2 separate regions of the Mus musculus genome follow, and region 1 is linked to region 2. The links are chromatin contacts, called in public Hi-C maps. All regions are on one chromosome and are shown on one strand. Each heading gives the region's core, a stretch centred on a gene start, on an enhancer-like site or on the middle of the called end of the contact. The rest is flanking DNA. Distances are from core to core; before and after follow the strand shown. Region 1 overlaps Arhgap6 (Rho GTPase activating protein 6). Region 2 overlaps Arhgap6 (Rho GTPase activating protein 6).

Region 1 (3,553 bases), core at 707-3,206, 190 kb before region 2:
GCTGGTAATGCCCACATGGACTCCAGCTACAGGAACACAGAGAAAGACAATACTTCTGGATTCTGAACTTCCCTCGGGGACACTGCCCTACTGCCACCAGCAGTTTCTTTCTCCTCCCTTCTCCCAACAGGTAGAGAATAACTGCCTTAGAGGGTATCAGAAGATCATAAGGCAGACTAAGACATTCAAAGTAAGAAGAGACCAGAAGTGCCTACAAGAGTACATGACACAGATTAGCCAGGATGTATTCCATGGTAAGTGTTGCAATAATGACTACTTGTAGATTCACTGATGAGCCAATACATGGAACATTCATACCGTTCTTAGTTATCCCATCAGGAGTCCATGGGCCTCTGTGGAACTTAGTTATTCCTTTGACATCCTGATAGCTGGAATTGGCATAACATCATTGTGATACCCAGGCTAGTGCTTTTTGTCCCTGGATGCTGACATTGTCTGGTTTTGGTACATTGCATTGTTATATGGTAGATTAAGCACCTTTGCTTTATGAAAAATTGAGTGACATCTTAGACTAGCAACTAAGCAATGCAAACCCTCTGGATACCTTAAAAGGTCATTTGGGAAAATGAGTTGCTGTTTGGGGCATACACTCAATTCACAGGTATTTGAGAATCAGAGGTTGAAAGGACCTTCTGAGTCAATGCCTTGGGGTTACCATCCCTTCCTCCCATCTTTTGTATTTAGCAGATACTCAGTAAATGTTCTTCGAATTGCAGAAACAATAAACAAGGGCCTGATGAAGAAGGTCCAATATGGCCCACCCATGTTGCATCCACAGGCAGGTGATTAAGCAATTGGGCTGTCCCAGCCAGGCTTCAGTTACCTTTTCCAAGCCTTGGTCCAGGAGAACTTTCTCTTGACTTTGACTTTGGCGATGACAAGTGGCCCACCAGTGTATACTGCTCTGGCACTTTATAAAGCTTCTCCGAGCCCCCCCGGGCCCTGTCCTCTTGCATAGCCAGCAGGGAGCGCTCAGACAATACTGGGGAGTTGTTGTCATAAGGGGAGATGTCTCCACTGGAGGCTTTGTTGGAATCTGTAGATGAATGCCTCCCTCCCATGGAAAAGGAAACTTCCGTCTGAAGTATGTCAGGGCTCCTGGCATAAGATAATACAGGTGTGTAAGTATGATCAGATTCAGATATTACACAATTGCCAATGGAATATTTCGAAGACATGGACATGGAGGCTGAAATAAAAAGACCTTTTGAGCAATGGTCCAACAAACACATCCTTACCAGTAATGCGAAAGCATTTTCCATAAAATGATCACAAGATGGCAGGAAAACACAACAAATGTAACAAGACGTGGCAGCTGGTGAAGGATGTGACAGAGGAGAAAATCAAGTTCTGCTGTAGTTGCCAGTGTTAAACCAGCAGAGAGCAGTAAATCCACACAAATGTCATAAAGCATGGGTCAACTGGAAGGGAGATGAACCCACACATGCCTGTGTTCCACAATGCTGCCCACTGGCAGAGAGGAGTAAAACCTAAGAGGTTTAACGAAAACAGGACGTAAATACAGATGGATCCCTGTCACCACCTTGCATTGCTGGAGTGCCTCATGGACTGATGCCTGATTATATTTAAAGGTGAAAGCCTTGGGGGCGGGGGTCACTATTAAGCAAGGAAAAGAAAACGATGACTTTTTTTTTTCCTTCCTCAGTCTTCTGAATTAAAACTAATCTAGACTAGACAGGGACAATTCTGAGTTAAAGGAAATTTGGGGACTAAAATGGAGCAGAGGCTGTAGGAAAGGCCATCCAGAGACTGCCCTACTGTGTGATCCATTCCATTTGAAAACACCAAACCCCAATACTATTGCTATTGCCAAGATGTGCTTGCAGATAAGAGCCTGGTGTGGCTGTCCTCTGAGAGGCTCTACCAGCACCTAAGACATACAGATGCTCACAGCCAACCACTGCACTGAACCTAGAGACCCCAGTGGAAAAGTTAGAGGAAGGACTGAAGGAGCTGAAGGGGAGCCCCATAGGAAGAACAACAGTATCAACTAACCAGACCCCTCAGAGCTCCCAGGGACTGAACCACCAACTAAAACGTATACATTGGCAGTCCATGGCTCCTGCTACATATGTATCAGGGGACTGCCTTATCTGGCATCAGTGGGAGGGGAGGTGCTTGGTCCTGTGGAGGCTTGATGCCCCAGAGAGGGGGGATGCTAGAGGGTTGAGGTAGAAGTAGGTGTGTGGGCAAAGGGGAGGGGGAGGGGTGGGAGATATGTGGAGGAAAGACCAGAAAGGCAGATAACATTTGAAATGTAAACAAATAAAATGATTAATAAAGGAATAAAAATAAAAGTCTCCCCCTAAAATAATAAACCCAACTTACAGTTCATTGTTGCTTTGGGGTAAACTTTTCTTTTCCCTCTGTACACTTAGCAAATTAATTTATACTTCCTGTGATGAAGACAATGGTGCTACGGGTGGAAATATCTATGTATGAAGAGGTGGCTAAACTGGTAAATAAATTAGTTTATTAAAGACCCGAGTGTATGTAAATACATAGAACATGAAGTTGCAAGGCATTGTTTTGCTGTGTAAACTATAGCATTATCTCACATACCATTAGCATCCATACTTATGAGTTGTCATAGCAACAGAAATAACAGAAAATGTAAATGAAGCAGGAAAATGAGAATACCAGGAATGTCAGGACTGGGCAAAGTCTTACCTGGAAACATCTTTATTTTCTACCTTCCTCAAAACAGTGACCCTGACATCTTAAAGGGAAATGATCAAAGGTTGATTAAATGTTTCACAATGTGCTTCTGCCTCCCCACACCCTTACCCAATTTGCTTCTCTTTACTGGTCTTTGGTTTCCATTTGTTGCAGTTTTCAAAACAAATCCTTTGTGGTTTCAAAGAAGGTAAACATACACAGAGCAATCCTCTCCCAGCCAAATGGATTTTGGCATGCAAAATGAAGGAAGTGGATTCATTGGGGCCCTAGCTTTATCTCAGGTTTCCAGCAAGGATTAGTACCCAGGGGAAAACGTCCTGGCATTTGTGATATGCCATGCCTGTCAGAGGCAGCCTGGACTCTAGCTCTTTTGATGAGGATATTTCCTACCCACATAGAATAACTAAGATCTTTGCTTGCCTCGTCTTTGAACTGATATCACACAATCTTATAGGCAGGAGCCAAAGGACAGCCATGGGGATGATTTTCCAGACATGAATTTGCTGCCAGTGAATTTGAAGGAAATAAAATCAAGAAAAAGCTAACAGCTTCTGCTGGAAATGGGTGAGGAAACTCACCACCATATCTAATTAAAGGCAAAAATCTTCTTCTTAATTCTAGGTAGGGAGACACAAATTCATACAAATGGGTAGTTGCCTATTGTTGTGGGATGCGGCTCTTCTGGAGAGAGGTTTATTATGAACACTGAAAGAAATGACTGTATTAGATTCAGAAGCACAAGGGCCACGGATCTGATTATTGGGCTGATTTTAGTAGTTTCCCCTTCTTAGGTGACATTTTCTTTCCAGTCATTAATGGAAATGTCTTAGTT
Region 2 (3,373 bases), core at 205-2,704:
ACTAGAATGATGTATTGTTATCTTTGGGCCCAAAATAAAAAGTAGTAAAACAATTACAAAATTCATTGCATATATTAGATTCCCAATCATTAAAAGACCTTTGTTCATTTATATCGAATGTAGAAAGTCACATTGCATTTCTCCATTAGGTAGTCAAAATAAACAATTACAATGGTTTTGATTATTGTTTTTGTCATTTACTGGAACTGTGATATACAGCAAACAATTCACACTGAAAGATCAGCTTCTTTTTATATTAGGGGCAATAAGCTGGATAGATTACCCAGGAGTTAAGGATACATACTGCTGTTGTAAAAGACTCAAGATTAGTTCAAGGACCCATAGTGGGCGATTCAAAACCACCTATATTGCCCCATTCAAAGGACCTGGTGCCTGCTCTCTGTGGGCACATTCACTCATGTATACATACCCACAAATAGATACAAAGACCTACACAGAATTAAAAATACAATTTTGAAAAGGTAGAAATGTAAGAAGGAGGGATACTTTTTTCCTTAGCTTCTTAAGTTACCACAACAAGTAACATTGAGTGGCTTGCTTGGTTTAAATGATAAGCCATGGATTTCTCACAGTTCTCTAAACTGAAATCCTGAGATCAAGGTATTAGTATAGTCAAATTTTAGTGAAGACACTTTCTGATGTACAGACAGCTGCCTGTCCTCTGTGTCTAAACATGGCAGAAAAACTCTGCGTTATTCTAAGAACACTCAGCTCATTATGATCACACCCTCCTTACCACAATCTAAACCAAATCACCTGTTGTATGCTCCATCTAAAATCTCACCACATTCAGAGACAGAATTACAGAATTTCAGGAAGGTGCACAAGTATTCAGTTCCTTACACCATCTTTTCTAAGGTGTATGTGAAGGTTAAAGGCAACATAAAGGGTAATGGTAAGTGTTATAACATTTTACTTAATAAGTGGCACTGGTTGTGTCACTAGCAACCATTGAGGACATAAAGAAGTCAAAGTATATAACTGAAATGTTCATTCATCACTCCATTCAGATATATAGATAAGCCTCCAAATTTCAAAAACACTAAAGGCAAAATGAAATTTATAGCAGTCTTCTAAGCTGAAGAATAAAGGGTACATGCCAAAGAACGATAAAGTAGAAACTAGCACACAACAGATGATACAACTATACAGAAACCAGGGAAGAAGGGGTTGCGGGGAAACAAGACTAGAGTGAAGTAGGACGTTGAGAGAGTTTTAAAAGTTAAGTGTTTATCAGTGAGCTATGCCTTGGAGTACTGTGTGCAATGGTATTTCATTTTTCACAAAAGCTAAAATGTGATTTTTCTCTTACATTCTTTCCCTTGTACTTTTACAATGGTGTTGTCATGCTTGAAATAGTGAAGCCTGACTGTAGCATTGAAACTGCAGTCACTGACAGGGTGAAATAAATGCATCTACTATGACAGGATAGGAGATCTGTGATGGAAATGTGCTTAAGAAGCAGATGAGAAATCTAATGCTTGCAGGGACGACCACAACATAGTGTTTAGAAAGATAAGAGTAGAAATAAAAGGAAGCTGTGGGGATAAAAAGGAACAAAGTTTGACAGAAAGAAGCATTTGCAGGTTGGAGAGATGGCTCAGTGGTTAAGAGCACTGGCTCATCTTCCTAAAGAACCTGGGTTCAAGTCCCAACACCCACATTGCAGCGTATAACTGTAACTCCAGTAACCACTGCACAGAGACAGACATTCAGGCAAAACATCAGTGCTCATAAAAAATAAATACATTTGTTTAAAAAAAATATTTTGAAGAAGCAGAAGAAGGAGCAGCAGCAGAGGCATTTGGCTTGAAAGGCTACAGAGTTTAAATGCAGTAAGAACTGAGCATATGACTTTGCAGGTGATGGCTCCCACAAACTGGAGAAAAAGAGACACAAAAGAATGACGATACACAAGCTACCTTGGCAGAGGGCTGAAGAAAAGACAAAGATCATATATGAGCCATCCTTAATAGATATACAGTTGTAAAAGAGAATGGGTTTTAGAAGAGGATTTTGTTTGTTTGTTTGTTTGTTTGTGTGGTTGGTTGGTTTTTTGGTTTGTTTGTTTGTTTAACAAGGCAGAGACTTAACATGATATAACAGCAAAGAAGAACAATTTTGAAGCTACAGGTACAATTGGATGATAGGAAGCAGGACTATATAGAATTTGAATAAAATGACATACATTGTCCTCTGAGATCAGAGGAATTGAGATCTGTAGTTCCTGTGTTTGATTCATATATGATAACTCTTTTATTATAATGACAAATTGACCCAGTACGTTCATCTGCAACTAAAAGAATAGAATAGAAAGGCGGTCAAAAAACGTGTTTTAACGTTACAAAGCATGTACTACATCAAGGTTATAGCTTTTAATAATTTGCCATGAGTTGTTGCACTTTCTGGATCTTGAACCCATTATCACAAGAGCATTGATGTGGCTGAGCTTCTGGAAGTGACTGACAGATCTTGTGCTCATAGCTGGTTAATGAATCACCCAGGAAGCACGAGAGGCCAGGATGTTACCTCCTCCAGACCTGGGGCTTTCAGGCATCTGCCCTATCAGGCAGGCACATCTGCTTCTCCACAAGAAGGAAACAAAGCTAGAAGAGAGGGTTAGCTGGCAAAGCCACAAGGTCAAGCCTTGGCCTCTCCTTCCTGACTTCCCGCATTGACCTGGACTGAGCTACATGACCTGACTTGTAGCAACTCTGCATACTGCAAAAGAACTAAATCAGGAGCCACTGTAAGTTCCTCTTTCCAAACTTGCAGAATGTCCTCTGATTCACTTACTCACAAACCTCAGTTGGCCTCCTCCTATGTGTCAGACACTGCCCTAGGCTCAGAAAAAAGTATAGTGGTTACAGAAAAACTTTTCTGTGTAGTATTGATCGCCACAGTTCTTGCACAAGGACTAATTATTAATAAGGCCTCTGACTGTTTATCTAAATGGATGCATCTGTAACCCTTGCGTAGCATATTGGATTACTGTTTACAGAGGGTGAGCTTGCTGTTTATTTCTCAGCATGGAAGATACACATGTTGTACTTTTCATTTACAAGGTACAGCTCAGAGAAAACAAAGCCCCAGAATAAATCCTTCTTTCTAAAATCCACAGAGGATGATGAGCTCTGAAACTGACAAGTGTTCTAATTTTTACTATGCCCATTCAGTTCAGGCTTCCAAACCTCTTAGAATATCCATGTGAGGTATAAGGGAGAGTAATTTTATTGTGACATTACCTCGAATTGCATTCTCATGCCTCCTTTATTACCTTTCCAATTTGTCTTGTTACCATATTTGGATTTGTCTTTTAGGAATTCATTTAAAGTTGTCTTCAAGTTTGTAC

What was found. A called contact is a pair of places that touch in the nucleus more often than the background predicts.
Region 1: a contact with region 2 is called in a Hi-C map of the G1E-ER4 cell line, with 4 times the contacts expected there. The contact joins two enhancer-like sites. A contact is called at or near these places in 3 of 39 promoter capture datasets (3T3-L1-derived adipocytes, hippocampal neurons and pre-B cells), 1 of 15 datasets of contacts at CTCF or cohesin (pro-B cells), 8 of 484 Hi-C or Micro-C datasets (the G1E-ER4 cell line, the HPC-7 cell line, embryonic fibroblasts and 3 more) and 1 of 9 other capture datasets (adipose tissue).

What each region holds. Positions count from the first base shown.
Region 1 is chrX:169,297,629-169,301,181 of GRCm38.p6, reverse strand. It overlaps Arhgap6 (Rho GTPase activating protein 6), which reads right to left. Exons shown (of 13, transcript NM_009707.4): 11 at 845-1,119. Among named protein-coding and RNA genes, the nearest start is that of Hccs, 21 kb to the left of the region's middle. Within about 2 kb of position 1,956, at least 3 of the 459 cell types and tissues checked have an H3K27ac peak or open chromatin away from gene starts, as enhancers often do. A contact at or near this core is called in the G1E-ER4 cell line, where this site is marked.
Region 2 is chrX:169,105,727-169,109,099 of GRCm38.p6, reverse strand. All of the region lies in intron 1 of Arhgap6 (Rho GTPase activating protein 6), which reads right to left. Among named protein-coding and RNA genes, the nearest start is that of Amelx, 80 kb to the left of the region's middle. Within about 2 kb of position 1,454, at least 63 of the 459 cell types and tissues checked have an H3K27ac peak or open chromatin away from gene starts, as enhancers often do. A contact at or near this core is called in the G1E-ER4 cell line, where this site is marked.